3 separate regions of the Sus scrofa genome follow, and all the other regions are linked to region 3. Evidence: chromatin contacts called from public Hi-C and HiChIP or PLAC-seq data. All regions are on one chromosome and are shown on one strand. The core of a region is the stretch at or near the end of the contact, and the rest is flanking DNA. Distances in the headings are between cores, read along the strand shown.

What was found. Hi-C and Micro-C count contacts between places; a contact is called where the count stands out from the background. HiChIP or PLAC-seq counts read pairs in DNA pulled down with a chosen protein or histone mark.
Region 1: a Hi-C map of skeletal muscle shows a contact between it and region 3, with 2.3 times the contacts expected there. The contact joins two enhancer-like sites. A contact is called at or near these places in 3 of 47 Hi-C or Micro-C datasets (epiblast stem cells and skeletal muscle) and 2 of 2 datasets of contacts at active chromatin or transcription factors (alveolar macrophages and skeletal muscle).
Region 2: an H3K27ac HiChIP or PLAC-seq map of skeletal muscle shows a contact between it and region 3. The contact joins two enhancer-like sites. A contact is called at or near these places in 21 of 47 Hi-C or Micro-C datasets (alveolar macrophages, blood, brain and 12 more) and 2 of 2 datasets of contacts at active chromatin or transcription factors (alveolar macrophages and skeletal muscle).

Annotation. Positions count from the first base shown.
Region 1 is chr1:147,930,405-147,933,982 of Sscrofa11.1, forward strand. No RefSeq gene overlaps it. Among named protein-coding and RNA genes, the nearest start is that of ZNF516, 55 kb to the right of the region's middle. Within about 2 kb of position 1,702, at least 12 of the 83 cell types and tissues checked have an H3K27ac peak or open chromatin away from gene starts, as enhancers often do. A contact at or near this core is called in skeletal muscle, where this site is marked.
Region 2 is chr1:147,894,535-147,897,659 of Sscrofa11.1, forward strand. No RefSeq gene overlaps it. Among named protein-coding and RNA genes, the nearest start is that of ZNF516, 92 kb to the right of the region's middle. Within about 2 kb of position 1,332, at least 56 of the 83 cell types and tissues checked have an H3K27ac peak or open chromatin away from gene starts, as enhancers often do. A contact at or near this core is called in alveolar macrophages, mesenteric adipose tissue, retroperitoneal adipose tissue and 1 more, where this site is marked.
Region 3 is chr1:148,060,904-148,064,278 of Sscrofa11.1, forward strand. The region is part of intron 2 of ZNF516 (zinc finger protein 516); the gene reads left to right. Among named protein-coding and RNA genes, the nearest start is that of ZNF516, 75 kb to the left of the region's middle. Within about 2 kb of position 1,663, at least 29 of the 83 cell types and tissues checked have an H3K27ac peak or open chromatin away from gene starts, as enhancers often do. A contact at or near this core is called in alveolar macrophages, mesenteric adipose tissue, retroperitoneal adipose tissue and 1 more, where this site is marked.

The sequences.
Region 1 (3,578 bases), core at 452-2,951, 130 kb before region 3:
GCTTAGCCCCACAAGGATGGCAGGAAAGGAGCATGGGCGATCCCACTGGCTGGAGGCCATCGGCAACAACCCACAGTGTTTGACCTCACAGAGGGATGGGGAGGGAACAGAGTACAGAAAAGCGAAACAATCGGGAAAAAGCCCAGGAGGAAGTGTGTCCTTCAGAATCCCTTTCTCTCTCTCTCTTTTTTTCAATGAGCCCCATTAGTGCAAACTACATATTATAAAATGTTAATGGTCTACACCCCAGTGAGCTCTTAAGCCAAAACCAACAGAAACCTGTCAGCGTGTGGACATAAAGCTCTCTCCAGTATTCCTGTTCGCTGACTTGCCACAAACCTAAAATGCTGCGTCATTTCTGAAGAAGACTGGATATACCCTGGAGGGTGGGCTGCAGCATACGCCTGCAGGAGAGATGCAGAAGAGTCCCAGGGCGTGGGAGAGACCTGCAGCTTTCCAGCTGAGAAGGTGCCACCTCTCTGACACAGAGCATTCCAGAAGGTAGTTTGGATTCAGGCATCTACTTTCCAAGTTGCCCACTCACTTCCATGATTGAAAGAGATGGCCACTCACAGGCAGTGCCACTGAAGTCTCTCTCGTCTCAGCTGATGTGGAAGGAGGAGTGCTTCCTCTGGGTGTGAAGTCTATACTCTCACACCCCACCAAGCTTTGGATCTTTCCAGGGCGGTGTTCATTCAGAGACCCGTCACCTGTGGAGGGGAATGACAGATTTCTCATCCTGACATCTTCACAGAGACACATTCTAAGGAGCCCTCCTAGCCCTTTGGACAGCCTCCCTCCCTGCCTGCTTGGGTGAGTCTGACACAAATTAGAACTATATTTGGGTGTTTTCTTCTCAGTTCCTGCCCTCCCCCACACAGCTTCTTTTATACAAATACCAGCATCTCACTGTTACTCCCAGCTGGAATCACCCTCTGATTTCCGCAGTGCCTGCGTCCAGTATATGTCTGCTTCCTGTTCCTGTGGCCATACGCAAGTCCCTCACTCTGCCGGGCATTTTTTTTTTCCCAGGATTTTGGAATGAATCCTTATAGAGGATCCATTTTAAACCACAAGGCTGATTGCACAGTAAGAGCTAGCATCTGGAACAGCAAATGACCGGACAGCATGGCAAAATAGAAAATATGAAACATTATCTTTTTCCTGAGTTAAAAAATATTTTAAAATAATAAAGCCAATCTGATAGCACATCAAGAAAACCTTTACTACCTTGAAAAGCTAGGAAGAAGAGCTCACTCATTTTAGGGAATATTCCATTTTTTATTTTTTTGCCTGAGTTGCACTTGTTCCAATTTTAGAACATCATTACCTTTGCAAAAATGGATTTTGCTTTACAAGCATTCTCACACGTTTGCCCTTCTGTAGGTACTAATGTCACGTTCAGCCGAAGGAAAACAACAAGCCATACATCAGTGTATCAATGAGCAAAGTAATTCCAGGGCACACAGGAAGCATTCTCATTCCTCACTTCCTCAGGTGCAATTGCAAGATGGACAAGATTTTGCAGTCTTCTCAGCTCCACCCATCTGAGCGCCGCCTGCTCTTGTGGAATAGTTATCAAATTGCTCTAGCAGCGAAGGGGTAAAAGGAAATCTTAACCCGGGCCGTGACACCCCCCAAGGATGTATTTCACCTCCTGATGGCACTGCGGGAAAGTGGGCTGCCACATGCAAATGACCTGAGCAGATCCACCTTCCGATTGGCCGAGGAGCCTCCCGCCCACTACCTGAAACTTGAGTCTGGCCGTGAATACACACAGGTCAAATTCAAGGAAAAAACCATCTCAGAAATGCTCCCTGCAACAAGCAATTTCCCCCAAGAAAGGGATTCTGTAGGACAGTTTGGAACACACATACATTGCATATGAACATCATTTGTTAAATCAAATGATAAAATATTAAATAAATCTTTTTTAGCTCCCAAATACTAAAAGTCTGTGTATTCTGCAATCACAATGAATCAGCAAGTTGTTTTTTCAAGACTTCAAGTTAGTGAAATTGCCCTATCATTTAAACTAAAGCATAGCTTTGGTTTCCTAACGTGGCCAAGGCTTTAGAAAATGTAGACGGCAACATTCCAGCTCTCGGAAAGCTGATGCTTTCCTGACAACTAACATCAAAATTTGAGAGCAAGGTGAGAAGCCGGTGCAGAGATGAAGCTCTGAGTAGCAGAAGGTATCAATTCGGCAGGCTGGGCACCTGCTGGGCTCCAGACGCCCTGGGATCCTGTTAGGAAGTTGCTCATAAATGATCTGATGCCACTCCCCACAGGAACCCTGACAAATAAGTAAGATGGTGTCCATTTTACAGATGCAGAAACAGAGGCTCAGAAAGGCTAAGTAATTTTCCCAATATAGCAGAGCTAGGAAGAAAGCACAGGAGGAATTCGAGCCAAGTTTCTTTAATTTCAGCTATTATAACAGTCTTCTTTAAAATATTAAGCAAAATAAATAAATAAATAAAATATTAAGCAACTACATATTAGTGACAAATTGCTTTTTCATTATTAATGAGAAAAAAAAAAAAAACCTGCCATTATTACTTTCACCTTTGAGAACAAATTAAGAACCAGAGACACAAATACTTTCTCATTTTATCCTCCCTGAATACCACATGGCCAGGAACTTCTGAAAATGAGAGGGCTCCTTCCCCATGTAGTGGGGTCCCCTTCATGATGCAGTTCACAGAGCATTCTGCCATGCATTTCCACAGTGATTGTTGTAAGAATCCTTTCAAGTTGTACACAGCAGGTATGAGTCATTTTTCTCATTTTGCAAATGAGGAAACTAAGGTCTAGATGAGTTAAATGGTTCATCTAAGATCAGGGGGCAGAAATCTGAACCTAGATGGCTGTGTGTGAAATCCCGCCATTTCTGAAGAAAGTTAAATCTTGAGGAGCTAACACCCAATGTCTTCCCGGTTCCATCCATTCCCAGGTCTACTCATAACTTCACAGTTCCTAAGGACCTTTGGAAGATATTCTGGGGAAAATTCTCTTCTGATGCTCTAGTTACACAAATGAAATAGTTTTACACAGTCATTTTCTTTCGAAAGAGAAACATTTATATTATTGATGGACTTAGGGCATGAAGACCCGACAGTTAGCAGAAAGAAGGTCCCTTCCAACCGGCAGCACAATGTCTAAGGCGTCCTGACCTGTGGTCCATGCGTGGGATCCTCATTTACCCATAAATAACCTTTTACTGCAAAGCAAGTGGGTCCAGATAATGAATGGTCAGCCACATGGCTAATGCCAGTGGATTCATTCAAGTCCATGAGTGCTGGTATTCCCGGGCTCACATGCAGTTGAGGCCCCATTGCTCCTGCTTGCACCTTACCTGGTCCAGGCATCTGGGGATGCTGGCACACATCTGTCTGGTTACTAGGCAGCACTGCCAGCCTCTCCTCATGGGACAGAATCTGAACCACATCACCCCACAGAGCCTAGTTCAGGGATGAGGGATGATGTGTCCATGTGGCAGGTGGGAGCTGGAGTCCAGACAGGATGGTGGGAACAGGTGCATCCAACAGGAGAATGGCCAGTCCATAGTTCTTGGG
Region 2 (3,125 bases), core at 82-2,581, 170 kb before region 3:
TGGAAATATTTATTTGCTGGCTCCTGCAGTGCTGCCAGGAAGTGCTAAAGCATCTCCTGTTAGAGTTTCAGAAGCAAATTGCTTCTGCACCGTTGTCTTGAGTTGCTGGATTAGGCTGTGTTTTCTCTGCCTCTCCCTGACGACTTCATCAATCTTTTTTTTTTTTTTTTTTTTTTTTTTTACTATAAGAGACTTTCATTTATTGCTCCTAGAAAGCCAGGGGCATCGTAGTGGATTTCTTTGGCAGAATCCTTGTTTCATTATCGAGAACCTGCGATGTGCTGGGGGATGGAGAGAGGTGGGGTCGCCTGACCAGGGCCCTCCTAGGTCCAGCTGTTGCACCAGGGACCCTCCTAGGCTTCCCCCCACCTTGAGCTGAGGGGAAGTGTGCTTTTTTGTGACACACACTGACTTGAATCCTTCAGAGATTTAAAAGATGACCTCTTTGCGCCCACACTTCGCCGTTGCCAGCGGGAAGAAGAGAGTTGCCAGGATTTTTGGCTCCTGAGGCTCTGGGCAAAGGCACAAAATGGGATGGAGGGAGGGGTGTGGGGAGAGGAGGGCTCTCCCAAGTGCCTGTTTTGCCTGGTTTACAAATACGCTTAGGTTGCACTTAGTCCTTGTGCTTTTAAAAGTGAAATTTTGGCATTGTGCAGTTAATCCAGACTAAAGCTCTTTGGTATATTGACTTAAAAGGGCTTCAAATGGCCAAACCTCTGCGGCTTGGGGAACATCTCTGGAAAGGTTCAATGGAGCCATTTTCTAAAGCTTTGTGGCACAAGCCCAGGATTCTCGGCCCCACTGAAGCTGCTGAGGGAAACGGGGTTCTCCCAGCAAAGCTGCCGCTCCTGTCTGGCCGCCTCTGAGTTGACAGGGGAACCGCGAGCGCTGAAGGGCTACAGGCACAGCCATGCAAGCATCTCCTTTGCAGCGAGCAAAACTGCATAATCTCTGTCTGTGTGGCCGCGGCCTCCAGAGAAACTAGCAAGATCCGGAAGAGGCCGAGGAGGCGCGGCCCAGGCCGGCCAGCAGGGGGCGCCACGGGCCCCGCCGAGACAAAGGCCGCCGCGCAGAGCCGGGAAATGGAGGCCGCGCTGGAGCCGCGGGCCCAGGAAGAACTGTTCCCTCCCTGGCCCAGCCGAGCCGCCGCCTAAATCCCAGCCCAGCGCCTCCCTGGTGGGCTGAGCCCACATCTTTACTAGGATGTCGCGGGCATCTGTCCCCTCATCACCAGAGCGGCTGTGAAGCGGGCCGCGATCCTGGGACCCGGGGCCGGCGTCCTCAGGGCCTGAGTGTCCCCTGCTCTGTGCGGCGACAAACCCGAGTCCCGCTGGGCCACCGGCCGGGGCACGTACTCCGGCATGGTGACCTGCCGGGTGGTGGCCTCATTCCAGGCCAGGCGACTGGGCGACCGGGAGAGCAGCCCGCCTTCCGCTCCCGGGAGTTTGCACGATCTGCAGGCACACGCGGCGCAGGCGATCCGTGGATTTTTTAAGGGGCCCCGGCCGCGCTCCGCGACCCTGGAGCCCAGAATGTTAACAAAATTGCTTTCATGTTGCCGGTCACGTGACCGCCGGGGCCCTCCTCCCTATCTCACCTGGTTCAGAACCCGCCCTTCCGTCTTGCAAGGGTATCCCTAGCCTGTGGGCCCGGACGCTGAGCCTGCGAGACTGCTGTCAGGCTCCAGTGCAAGTTGGGTCAAAGAGGCTTGACTGGACCTGCTGGGGGAGCGCAGGGCCTCTAATGAGTCCTCAGTTCACTCCGGCCTTCGGAGAACAAAAAGAGGCCTGTGAGTCATGGCCAGCCAGCTTCTCTCCCTCAAGCCCTAGACACAGGGAAGCATCTCCTCCCAAGCAGGCCACACCTGTGCCAGCTGCGGATGCTCCCGGCCCTGCTCGGCATTCCTGGGCCCTTTTGTCACGCTGCCCCACATGTTTGGGAATTTAATCCACGTTTCACTTTCCCTGGCCACATGGCCTGGTCTTTCCCAATGTTTAGCTGGAAAAAAAAAATCAAAGCCAAGTTTTGGAATTAAACTTCCTGTGTATCTTTGACACATTATAAGAGAGATAGGGAAGAAAGAATTAGGAGCCAGCTTCTGCAGTACTGGTACTTTCCCCTGTGCCCCAGGGAACCAGAGCCCATGCGCCCTCCCCTCCAGAGTTGAGGAAGCGCTGAATATGGTGATTAGGACAGACTGCATTGGATACACTTTCTTTTTTAAGATAAAAGTTTTATTTCAGAGAGAAGCACAAAGCCTCCACTGTCGTGGATAAGCCAGGCCTCGCAGGGACTCAAGGACCTTCCAGAGGGAAACAAAAGGCATTGGCTCTTGATTAAGAAAAGTCAGTGGTGGCCCAGCCCCTGGGGCCTCTCTGTCCCTTCCCTGGGTGCTCACTGCACAGGACTCTGAGCTCTCTCCTCAGGGACAGTTCTGCTCCTTACCTCTCAGACCCCTTACTCCCCCGAAACCCCTCAGCAGATAGGACTGGGTTTACCTCCTGGATTCCCAGGGGGTTCTCACTGGCACCCTGTAGAGCCCCAGCCTTGACCTTCCTCCATGCTTACTTTGGCCCCCTTGGACCTACTCCACTCAAACATCCGATGGCTCCATGTGTATGGATTGAGCACCAAGTGCAGTCCAGAGCACAATTCACTGCCCTGTCTTGGGGCGTAAAACCTACCCTTCCCCTAGTTCACCCTTAACTTGACTTCTCTTTTTTACCCCTCTCTCTATCCATTATCCCCCATAGATGGCATTTTTAACTTCATCCCTCCTTCCTCTTCTTCTTACAAAGTGAAAAGTGAGCATCGTCTCCAAGCCCTAAGCAAACCCTGAAGGACCTTCCCTTTTCTTTACCATCTAAATCTTAAAGGGAACAGGGTTTTTTTGGTTGTTTTGTTTTGTTTTGTTTTTGTCTTTTTATCTTTTCTAGGGCCGTTCCTGCGGCATAGGGAGGTTCCCAGGCTAGGGGTCTAATCGGAGCTATAGCCACTGGCCTACACCAGAGCCACAGCAACGCCAGATCCAAGCCATGTCTGCGACCTACACCACAACTCATGGCAACGCCGGATCCTCAACCCACATCCTCATGGATACTAGTCGGGTTTTTTTCTGTTGCACC
Region 3 (3,375 bases), core at 413-2,912:
CCTCCTGCAGCTCTGCTGGGAGCCCCTGGCCCACTCGGGCGGCGTGGTGTGTTGTTAGGGTTGTGTCCTGGTAACAGTAGCAAGGCCGCTGTTATAGGTCATCGGAAACCGAAGCATATCCCCTCTTTCTTCCACCTTTGTTCCTGGGGGTCCAGATCCCCTCACCTCCCAGAATATGCAGCCTCAGCCTCATCTCGGTTTTGGTGCGACCCTTCCTCCTGGTCACCCAGTGCATTCTCGGGAGAGGCAGCCTGGACCGTTTCAGAGATGGCAGCCTGGCCAGTGGCACAGATGCCGAGAATGAAAGAACGTGCTGATCATACCAGGAGGGCGAGATTGAGGGGTGGCGGGTGGGAACTCACAGGTCAAAACAGTGTTAGGAGGAGGGCAGAATGAGAGGCCTGCGGGCACCAGGACAGGAAGGACACATCAGTAAAAACATACGTGGCCAGGCCGGTTCCCAGGGTTGACCTGCAGAATGGCATCGGTAACACAGCAGTGGTGGCTACACAACCCATGGGTGGTAGGTGGGGGGGGGCTCTGTAGCCACTGGGAGGGGCTTATGGGGGTTCAACATCTGTTTCTTGACCTGGTTGTGGTCACGAGAGCTTCGCCTTAGAGTAACCTATTAAACTGTGCACTCGTTTTGTGTATTTTCTGAATCTGTGATTTGTTTTATCATAAAAAGGCTAAGAGAGTCTGGGCGGGGGTGGTGGCCGCACTGCCTGGGTTGACACAGTGGACAGAGGGCTCCGCTGGGGTCAGCCCCTATGAGGGGCTGGCTGTTGGGGCTTGTGTCCTATTGATTTTGGTCTCAGCCCCTCAGGAAGGAGGTGTCAGCCTATTTTATTGAGGGGGAGTGAGGCTCTGGGTTCACACCTGGGCCCCCTCGCTTGGAACTGGGTTCCGACAGGTGGGTCTTACTGATGGGGCCCCCAGGCTTTGGTATCTGAGCCACCCAGGCGGGATGAGGTTGGAGCTGAGGGGGCCACTGGGCTGCCGTCTCACCTCAGGCTTAGGGCTCCATGTCTCTGACTCTGAGAAGGGGTTGTCCAGGTTCGAGGGGGCTCGCTGCTGGTGGTGAAGGAGTGTTGCAGACACCTGGGAATTTGTCCATCTTCTGGGTCTACAAAAAAGTTGGCAGCAAAAGCCTAGAAACTCCCATCCATGTAGATGCGTTAGCAAGACTGAGGGGCTGGCTTGGAAAGGAAGGCATAGCCAGGCCTGAGAACTGCTTTCACAGGCTTTTATGCTTGCTTTAAGAATTAGATGAACTGAGGCTTCGGGTGCAGAAGCAGGTGAGAGTTACCTGGCAGTGAAGGAGTCAGGTGTCCACACACAGGGACACTTGCTCAGGGTTATTGTGACCTGAAGAGCTGGCAGCCGGGGGTGGCCGTCCTGAAGCAGAGGCCTGTCCTGCTCAGTGATGCTGTCCTGGGGCTGGAGATGGAGCCCCAGGCAGACGTCAGCAGCCCTCTGTGGACCTTCCATGTGGGGCTGGGAGGGGCACTGGAGTGACAGCACTGTGCTGTGCGGTCTAGTGGGCAAGGACCAGGCCTGCCGTCACCCAGTGGGTTTCAGGTGGGATCCGAGCCCCAGGGAGCTTTTGATGGCACCAGAGATTGGGGAGCGTGACAGGCCTTTGCCCTGCTCAAATCCAGCAGTGAAGCTCTGCGGTTAAAACCACATGTGTTCACTGTGTGCTGTGTGAGTGAGTCATAGACAGACATGGGGACGTTTCCTAAAAATACAGAGGGATTTATGACTGTGGTTGTCTAACGGGGAGATGCTTCCCTGTGGCTTGTTAACTGTGATCGAGCCACTGTTAGAACCCATCAGCCGAGCTGTTTCAGATAAGTTCAGGATGCCTTGCCAAAGCTGCTGGCGGTGGGGTGGGGGGGAGAGGTGAGTGGAGGCTGAGGTCTCTGTCCTGGTGACCTGTCCCCCACCTGGCAGAGCGCAGATGTCACCATGTCGGCCCCAGGCCTGGGGTCCTGGCTGCGTCCCGGGAACTTGCAGAAGAGCACATGGCCTTTAGCCGAGTGGTGGCCATGACTATGGTGCAGGGAACCGCAGGGCTCCGCCTGCAGCTGTGGTTCTGAAGACACAGCCACGATGGCGTGTGACTATAATTTTTGTCCAGACTCTAAAAATAAGAACTTTTTCCTATTTTTCTTTTACAGTTAGGTGTGTTAGCTTTAGCGTGTGTTTTCTAGAAATCAAGACATGGAGAGACGTCATTGAGTAGAAGAAATTAGAAGGGACCCTGTGATCCCCACGTGTTTAGTTCATGGTGGTGCCTGCGCTTGGCCACTTGAGGTTTTTAAGGGGATGAATTGATGCGCTCAGCTTTTAAAAATAGCCTCAACACACACACACATTTTCTCCTTTTAAAGAATGGTGTATTCATTGGGGTTTGAGTTCTGGACTTTGTAATCATCTGGCTGTGGGAAAAGGAGCGCATTCTCAGACTCGGGGTCACGTGTGTAATTATCTGGCTGGGCAGTGGCTGCCCCTGGGCGACCCTCCAGCCCAAACACACTTCGATGCTTCTGTGGGAAACTGAGTGTGTGAGCCTGCGCGTGTACTTGGGACCGTGTGTGCAAGGCGGACATGCATCTCACACACGTGCCTGGCGTGCATGCATGCCACCTCTGTGCCTGTGAGGAGGGAAGGATCTGGATAGACAGGAGAGGGTGCGGGCTCAGCGGCAGTGCCTAGGGCGGCCCTGGGGTGACTCAGCAGCTTTGCGGAGAAATACCGGCCACGGACACACTCCGTCTGTGAATGTGCTTTATCCTGGCGCTAGCTCTGCGTCCAGGATCAGTAGTTCTTTTCAGTCCTGAGCACACCTGTAAGCTGTCAGCATTTGGAGAGAAGTGGAAGTTATAAATGGAGGGTGACGGGGACATAGCAGCCTGGAAAAGGTGTTTTTTAGGTCAGAGAAGGAACAGTGTCAGTGGCTGCTGTTCTTAAAAAATGGGTTTAGAGAACAGAACCTAAATGCTCAGAGCAGGGGTGATTTTTCCCATCACTTCCCGTCTCACATCACGCCGGGCTTTTAGTCTGGGCCTAACTTGGTGTTCTGGGGAGAGCGTGGGTCCCTGTCCCTCAGGGGATCAATGTGGGTGCCGAGGGAGAGCAGCTCGTAGACGCCTCAGGACGGCAGAGCAGGGATTCAGAGGGACCTTCTGGTGACGGTACGTGGCTGGGCTGCTGCTTTCACCCTCAAGTTCGAGTTCACTTGTCCGCAGGTTGATGATCAGCAGTGCGCCCCCCCCCCCCCCCCCGGATACGTGTACTCTGCTCCCTACTGAATTCCGAGCAGCATCGAAGCCACTCCTGGGCTTTATCTGAAGAGCAAATAAATTACTT